Linked DNA regions of Pan troglodytes: region 1 is linked to region 2. Evidence: chromatin contacts called from public Hi-C data. All regions are on one chromosome and are shown on one strand. The core of a region is the stretch at or near the end of the contact, and the rest is flanking DNA. Distances in the headings are between cores, read along the strand shown. Region 1 holds the start of RBFOX2 (RNA binding fox-1 homolog 2). Region 2 overlaps RBFOX2 (RNA binding fox-1 homolog 2).

Region 1 (4,462 bases), core at 680-3,179, 110 kb after region 2:
GAAGACCAGGCTTCTAGTTCTAGTTTTACTATTAGCTAACTGGGTGGCCTTACCCAAGTCACCATCTTCTCTGGACTTCTGATTCCCCATCTATAAAATAAGGTGGTTAAAACAAGCTGGGACTCGAATCTCCTCCAAAAAAAACAAAGATGAAAACTATTGACTCTCCTCCACCAAAAAGTGCACATCACCTACTATGAGTAAGAATCTTCCAAGTCTTTCCAGGTTAGGAACCCCTGGAAAAGATGATGTCTAGTCCTCCTAGCATCCCTCTAACATCCTACGGCTCTGAGAGAATTAGGCACAAGTCTGCACAACTGTTGGTAGGTGAGACTCATCATGTCATAGCAGTATTTTCTGGGCAAAGACCAAACCGTAAAACCTACAAAGGTTTCAAGGTCTTCTTCAAAACTATGAAGTCGGCTGACATCAATACCTTTCCCATTCCCTACCCAAATTAACCACCTTTATCTTTCAATCCAGAATTGAGAATCCAGTCTTCTAATAGCCCTATAAATTTTTTTTTTTTTATAGCCCGGGACATTAAAGAGCTATTTTGTGTCCTGGTGATGTAGAATGCAATTGGCAAAGAACAGGAGGGACATGTCTAGTGTCTCCCTTCAGACTCATGAGTATGCTCCACAAAGTTAATGAGACTGAGCACCACCGTGTCCCCATAACATTACCAAACTCCTTGTACTTCTCACACTCTGTGTGATTTAACCCACAATCTCAGCCACATCCCCTCGGGGCTCTCTCGAGGAGTTTTCTTGCTTTTCACTCCTCTCATTGAAATGCCACTTCTCTTCCCCATCCCAGCGTGTGCCCAGGGCTGCCAAAAGGTACTCCCTCTTCTCGGGAGGTTTCCCACCAGATCTCCTTTTCCTCGACTCAGTCCAGAGAACCCAGGATTTCCCGGCTTCCACTCCACCCCAAGGCACTAAGGAAGGATTTGAAGAAATGGAATCCATCTCAACCATGTTCGATTTCCCCCCAAAACCTATCCACTCGTCGTGCCTCCTGGCCCCTCAGGAATCAGGACCCTCTCGGGCACACCACGTTCAGTCCTGCAACCTTCGTTCCTAGCCCGAGCTCGCCCCACCTTCCAACCAGGCCCCGACTGGCCCCCCATCCCACCTCCAACCCAGGACTCCCGGAGGCCCTCCCTCTCTCCAAGCCGGAGAGCCCGGGGTCGACCCTCACGCCCACCCCCGCAATAACTGGGCGCCCCGTCCCGCGCGGTCACCTGCATCCCGCCGCCACCGTCGGCCGCCGCCTCCTCAGTGCGCGGCCGCTTGCTCAGGCCGGGATCGGCTCCGTCTCCTCCCGCTCCGGGCACCGGCAGCTCCAGCTCCGACTCCCGCTTCATGCCCCGGGCGGCGGCGCCGGGCCCGAGCTGAGGCGGCTGCTGCGGCTGGGCGCCCTCCGCCATCCGCCCGCGCCCCCCTCGCCTCCGGGAGCCGGGCGACCCGCGACAGGCCACCTCCCCCTGGGCCTCGGCCCCGACTGTCGCGACAGGCGGGCGCGCGCCTGCCCCCGCCCCCGCGTGCGTGCGTGCGTGCGCGCGCGCGGACTCCGCGCCCCTCCGCGGCTCGCGCCCGCCGCTGCTTGCCTGGCCGCTTGCTCCCCGCCCGCCCGCCCGCCGGGTTGTCGGCGCGGGGCCGCTGGCGGGTCGTGATGAGCACTCGCTCGCGCCCCCGCACGCACACGCGAAACCCGGCCCGGCCCGCCGCGCCGTCCCGCCTCTCGCACTCCCGGAGCTCGCCCACCGGCCGCGCTGGCTCACACTCTCCCTCACAGCACGCCGGCCGAGGGAGGAAGGGGGCGGTCCGGGCTCCCGAGGCGTGGGGAGGGCTGTTTATTTTGCGGGGAGGAGGGGCGCGAGGCAGGAACGAGCTGACTGGCCGGGATCCTCCGACCCGCCACTGTGGCAGCACCGGGAAGGCGGGGAGAGAGAAAGAGGGAGGGAGGGAGGGACCGGGATGTAGAACTCTAGCCCGCGCGGGAGGCTACGGCGAGGGGGGAGGTGGCGGCCCGTGGAGGGGGCGGGGCCATGCCCCCTCGGCAATCTCCGTAGTCTCGTCGCTGGCTGCCCGAGGGAGGCCGGGAAGCGATCGGGGAAGCTCGGGAAGCTCGGGAATCTCCGGCACGGGCCCGGGATTGTCCTGGAGGCTCAGCGCGGCTGGAGTGCGGGGCAGCGCGGGGGGAGGCGGGGTCTGTCTCCTTTCTGGGCGGGGCCGTATCCTGGAGCAGGCGGGGCTTGAGAGACCCGAAGGCCAGGGAGTGGCTCCTGCTTGCGGGACTAGTTGTACAGAGTTAAGTCCTGAGTTTACCCGCCTGAGCACCTTGGTTCCCGGAGAAGGAATGGGCACTCTGTGAGAGGCAGGCTATTTGCCTGCTTCCCCTCCCGCAGAAGAAAAAAGGTCTCGAGTTGGAAGGTCGAGGAATGAAGCCACCCCTCTATGGTTCACCCCAGTTCTGAGAGCTTTTACTCTAACATAACTCACATTCCTAATGAAGTTAGTAACAATACCCGATGTTTGTAAGAGCTTTAGGGTTTGCACAATGCATCCACAGACCCGTTTCAAACTGGTGATATAAGTAGATACCATGATCTCCATTTCATTGATGATGAAACTGAACCTTAGTTAAATCCTGCAGCAAAAAAGTGGCAGATCCAGAATTCAGAACACGAGAGCATATTCTCTTTCTCCGTACCTTGCTGCCTGAGGAGCACTTTATGACTTACCAACTTCGTGGAGATAGAGATATCTGTGCAATAGATTCTCTCCCCTACCAGACTGTGAGGACAAGGACTGCAGTGACTTTCTCTGCGTTCCATCTCGTCCCCTGTACGTTATAGAAATAAAAGGATATTGCGTGAATAACCTGGATTCTAATCTTGGCTTTGCTAACTAGCTTAAACAAGTTACTTCATCTCTTTGGACCTCAGCTCCATCATTGGTAAAATGAGATGGTTTGGATCAGTGGCTTTCAACCAAGGAGAAATTTTGCCATTCCACCACCTCCACTCCCACATTTGTCAGTGACTGAAGGCATTTTTTTTTTTTTTTTTTTTTTTTTTTTTTGAGACAGAGTCTCGCTCTGTCGCCCAGGCTTAAGTGCAGTGGCGCGATCTCGGCCGACTGCAACCTCTGCCTCCTGGGTTCAAGCGATTCTCCTGCCTCAGCCTCCCCAGTAGCTGGGACTACAGGTGTGCGCCACCAACTAATTTTTGTATTTTTAGTAGAGATGGGGTTTCACCATGTTGGCCAGGCTGGTCTCGAACTCCTGACTTCAGGTGATCAGCCTGCCTCGGCCTCCCAAAGTGCTGAGATTACAGGAGTTAGCCGCCGCGCCTGGCCGACTGAAGGCATTTTTGATTGTTACAGTTGGGAGGTGCTGCTGGCATCTAGTGTGTAGAAGCCAGGAATGTTGCTTGACATCCTATCATGCACAGGACGGTCCCCCCCAGGAGAGTTATCCAACCCCGAATGTCAATAGTGCGGAGGTTGAGAAACGCTGGGTTAGATGATTTCCAAGGTCATTTCCAACCAGTGTGTGATTTGGCCTTTGAACCTGGGTTTAACCTGGCTGGGGCTGGAACAGTACAACAGTAAAGATCCCTGCTTTAGAGTCAGACCAACCCAGATGAGAACGCAGGCTTCCCCACCTCCTGCCCACGTAATCTGGGACCAGTGGTGACTAAGAACTTCCATATAAAAGGTGTTTGGGGATTGCAGACTGGTTGAAAGGGAAGTCGGGAGGACTTGCCTTGAAGGTGAGTTGTTGTATTGAGCATATTGTTTGTATTACTTAGGCTGTGTTATAAATCAGTAAAAATAGCAGAGTTTTAGCTCTGCCACCTGCAAGTCATGATGCCTTGTGACAGCTACTTACCCCCTCTGTGTCTCAGTTTCTTCATCTGCAAATTAGGATAACAATAATACCTTCCTGAAAAGATTATTGTAAGAATTTAATGTTATCACGTTTAGAACTTTGAACGGAATGATTTAGGATAAGCGCTCCATAAGCGTTACAGCTAACACTTATAGCTAACTAATAATAGCTTATTAGTAGTACCATTATCACTTTATTTACTTTTTTTTTCAGATGGAGTCTCGCTCTGTCGCCCAGACTGGAGTGCAGTGGCGTGATCTCGGCTCACTGCAACCTCCACCTCCTGGGTTCAAGCAATTCTTGTGCCTCAACTTCCGAAGTAGCTGTGATTACAGGCGCCCGCCACCACGCCCGGCTAATTTTTTGTATTTTTAGTAGAGACAGGGTTTCACTATGTTGGCCAGGCTGGTCTCGAACTCCTGACCTCAAGTGATCCCCCCACTTTGGCCTCCCGAAGTACTAGGATTACAGGCATGAACCACCAGGCCTGACCTTTATTCACATTTTAAATGAGAGTGAAAAAACATTCATTGTCAAGATCAAAGAATATCATTATCATTAT
Region 2 (4,279 bases), core at 1,720-4,219:
TCTCAGTCTCTTCACCTTTCTTTTCCCAACATAAAAACATGTTTTCCCACCATAAAAAAAATATATTAAATAAGATGTGGTATATCCACATAATGAAGTATTATTTAGCAATTAAAAAATGAAGTACTGCTATAACATGGATTGTGCTAAGTGAAAGAAGCCAGACACAAGGGACCACATATTCTATTGAGTCTATTTATATAAACTGTATACAGAATAGGCAAAATCTGTAGAAAAGTGGAGACCACTTGTTGCATAGGGCTGGGGAAGTAGTGGGCACAGAGGAATTAAGAAGTGATGATTGGCCAGGAGCAGTGGCTCACGCCTGTAATTCCAGCAGATTCAGAGGCTGAGGCGCGTGGATCACTTGAGGTCAGGAGTTCAAGACCAGCCTGGCCAACATGGCGAAATGCCACCTCAACTAAAAATACGAAAATTAGGCAGGTGGCATGCGCCTGTAGTCCTAGCTACTTAGGTGGCTGAGGCAGGGGGATAGCTTGAACCTGGGAGGCGGAGGTTGCAGTGAGCCGAGATCATGCTACTGCACTCCAGCCTGGGCAACAGAGTGAGACTGTCTCAAAAAAAAAAAAAAAAGAAAAAGAAGTGATAACTACGGGGAATGGAGTTTCTTGTGGAATACTAAAAATGTCCTAAAACTGACTGTGGTGATGGTGATGGCTGAATGATTGTAAACATGCTAAAAGCCACACACTTTAAATGGGTGAACTGTACAGTATGTGAATTATATCTCAATAAAGCTGTTTTAAAGTGCCCTTGGAGAGTATATCACCTCCTTTGGGAAGGAAATTTTAATGAGGGAACTTTGATTCTTCTAGCCATCCCTTGTTTCCAAATGCCTTCCTGCTCCTTCCTATCAATGATTCACTTTGCTATTCCCATCCTCTGCTCACTGCACTATCTAGCTCAGGTTTACACCTTTCCTACGAAAACGACTGGGCTATTAGTTTTGTTTTGTTCTTCAAGTCCACCTCCACTCTAGTGGACTTTAGTGTCCTTTCTTACACACCTAGTCTCCTTCTGTCCCAGCTCACATAGTAAAACAATACATATACACAGAATAGTGGCTAAACACCTGCCACACCATGAAAAAAAGAATGAGGATAAACGACCGCACAAAAGCACAGGTTTGGGAGTTTTAACTAATTTGGTTCCAATCAAAGCATTTGGCCAAGTTACTTTAAATGTCACTGTCAGTTTCCACTGCTGTAAAATGGGGAAAACTAATGTATCTAATTGCATGTGGTTATTATAAAAATTAAATGATTAATATGATGCCTGGTCATGAAGGTCCTCAATAAATAATAACTGCTATTTATGGAAGTCTTATGCCCAGTTTTTCTCATGCTGTCATTCGGCAGCTCAGCCTCTATGTCAAAAAGCCAACAATAAAAGCAGGCTGTTGGCGCCATCAAATTGTTCACCATCAGTATTCCTATTTGTTCTAACCCATCTAACTCACAGATCCCAGTCTATTCCTGATACTTTGGCTTTTTTACTTCAATTTGTTTTCTTATTTCTGGGCTCACTTTAACCTCAAACATGTTTAGTATTGCCTTTCCAGTTCCATGTCCCCTTCTCAACCAAAATCTGCTTACTGCCTTAATTTTATACTTTAAGCCACTCTGGACAAATTGTTTACCCACAGTACCAAAGCACTCAGTATCCTATTCTTCCTAAAAGCATATCATGAAATCAAAACAAGACGGACTTTAGAAAGAATTATGATAAAAAAGCTTACAACCTTACAAGGTACTACTTGGCAGCCATGAAATGATGCAGCAGACATAGCTAATGGCATGAAACGATGTTTATAATACAGTAGGGCTGAGCTGGAGGCATTTTACAAAAGTTTACAGAATATGATTGACATCTGGTAAGGAATTTTAAAATGTGTATATATGCAAACAGAGTTACGCTGAAACAAGATAATCAACAACAAAACGTTAAGATAAAGTTAAATATATTAAGGCAGATTTTATTCTATTCTTTTGATCTGCTGTATATTCTAAATTTTCTTCAATGAATGCAAATTACTTTTGTTTTAAAAAAATATTTTAAGGACTTTTAAAAAAGAATTAATTTAAAGATTGCAATGCCTCTTAGCATTTTCTTACCAGCCACTATAGTATGGCTCAGGAGTCAGAAAAACCAGGGTTCAAATCCCTATTCTACCACTTATTATATGTACGACTTTGGCACATCACTTAATGCTTTTAAGGCTTGCTGTTCTCATGTGGAAAATGAAGAGGAAACTCCTAGCCAAGTACTTGGCACATAGTCTTCCATAAATACCAGTGCCCTTAACTCTTCCACTCCTTTACCCTATGACAGTGGTTCTCAAGTTGAGTGTGTATAAGAATTACCAAAGCATGTTAAAACAGATTACTGGACCCCATCCTCAGAGTTTCTGATTCAGTAAGTCTGGGGAAGAGGCAGAGACCATGAATAAAGGTAAGTTCCCAGGTGATGCTGATGCGGCTGGATTTGAAGCCACACTTTGAGGATACTGCTCTAGGCAATAAGACTTACAAAGTCTTCTTACAACATGTTATACAGGTATGAAGTGCTCTTTCACATCAAAAGTATTTCAGGAATACATGCTCACTGGATACTGAATTAAATTAGAAGCTAATACTGCACATCCACCCAAAAGGCCAACCTTACAACATGGGATAATTCACCCCAGCACATTGAGGGAATTGGTCTTCCACTTAAAGCAGTCAGCAAATAACAATTATTAACACTGCATTTAGAATATTCTGGTTCCAGCATGGGAGAAAACATGAGAATGCAGACACAGATCAGACAAATGAAGAGATGGACAAGAGAATCCACTGCAAGAAGTTCTGTGCCTGTCTGGTAAATTCATCTGGGGCAGAGGGGCAGATTCTGTTGTGTCACAGAACACTTGCTTTGCTCTGGGTGCCCTCTGTTGACAAAAACTGACATAGCCACTTCCTTCCCTCCCTTTTCTCCTCCCACCCTAGGGCCAAGAGTCCCTCTAGTGTGACTCAGACTTGAGGCAAGGTTTCCAGTTAGAAAATTTTCCTAAGCCCATATGTAGGCAAGACAGACCTTTCCTTCCTCCAGCTTTCCTAAGTCCCCTTCTCTGTGTGCTTGTATCTGCAGCTTATCTCCAAACAGGTTAATTGTTTCAGGACCATGGAACAAAAAGTGAACAGCATTTAGCATAATGATATGTGAAATTTAAATCACAATTGCATTTCATTTTAGAAATGGCTAGTATTCACACAGAGGGAATAAACTGAGTTTGTAAATAGTGTCAAATACAATGTGAAACTCTGTTGGTATTAAGAATACTGATAAGGCCGGGCATGGTGGCTCATGCCTGTAATCCCAGCACTTTGGGAGGCCATCGTGGGCAGATCACGAGGTCAGGAGTTCGAGGCCAGCCTGACCAACATGGTGAAACCCCATCTCTACTAAAAATACAAAAATCAGCCGGGCATGGTGGCTAATTTTCCAGCTAGTCAGAAGGCTGAGGCAGAAGAATTGCTTGAACCTGGGAGGCAGAGGTTGCAGTCAGCCAAGATTGCGCCACTGCACTCCAGACTGGGTGACAGAGCTAGACTCCATTTAAAAAAAAAAAAAAAAAAAAACTAGACATGTCTAAATCAGGACTTTGGTCTATGGGCTACTTGTTTTTGTAGAACCCACACACAGACTACCAGCTAAGATAGCTTTTACATCTTGTAATGACTGAAAGAAAAAATCAAAAGAAAAACGACATTTCATGACATATAAAAATTATATGAAATTAAAATTTCAGTACCCACAAATAAAGTTTTACTAGAATAGAGCCACAATCTTTTGTTTACTATAATCTAAGCCTGCTTCCCTGCTACCGTGCCAGAGTTCCTGAGTAGCTCTAACAGAGACCATATGGCCCAGATGCTCTCAGATGCTTTACAGAAAGTTTGCCCCCTCCTGTTTTAAACTATTGATAAATGTGACACCTGAACCTTCAGTCAGGTATGAAGTGCTGGGTTTGAAGTCCTATGGCTCTGTCTTAGCAATGACTTCCCCCAACATTTAGTGTGAGTCCTGCACGTGGTGAGGGGTCAGCCTACACTGCCTAACACACTCCCCTTGCATCCACAGAAGCTGAAGGTACTGTGCTAGATTTCTGGCATGTTTTTTGGCTAATACTTATCAGCAATCCTATAAAAGCATCCCATCTTACAAATGAGGAAGTAAGCCTAAGGGAAGTTAAGTATCAGTCCAAACTGGAATTTGA

Evidence for each region. Hi-C and Micro-C count contacts between places; a contact is called where the count stands out from the background.
Region 1: a contact with region 2 is called in a Hi-C map of stem cell-derived neural progenitor cells, with 2.5 times the contacts expected there. The contact joins the promoter of RBFOX2 here to the enhancer-like site in region 2. A contact is called at or near these places in 2 of 7 Hi-C or Micro-C datasets (blood and stem cell-derived neural progenitor cells) and 1 of 1 datasets of contacts at active chromatin or transcription factors (stem cell-derived excitatory neurons).

The regions. Positions count from the first base shown.
Region 1 is chr23:38,125,846-38,130,307 of NHGRI_mPanTro3-v2.0_pri, forward strand. RBFOX2 (RNA binding fox-1 homolog 2) reads right to left here and starts at 1,930. Exons shown (of 14, transcript XM_054675457.2): 1 at 1,247-1,930. The coding sequence starts at 1,432.
Region 2 is chr23:38,017,757-38,022,035 of NHGRI_mPanTro3-v2.0_pri, forward strand. The region is part of intron 2 of RBFOX2 (RNA binding fox-1 homolog 2); the gene reads right to left. It also overlaps the pseudogene LOC129138400. Among named protein-coding and RNA genes, the nearest start is that of RBFOX2, 110 kb to the right of the region's middle. Within about 2 kb of position 2,970, at least 2 of the 24 cell types and tissues checked have an H3K27ac peak or open chromatin away from gene starts, as enhancers often do. A contact at or near this core is called in stem cell-derived neural progenitor cells, where this site is marked.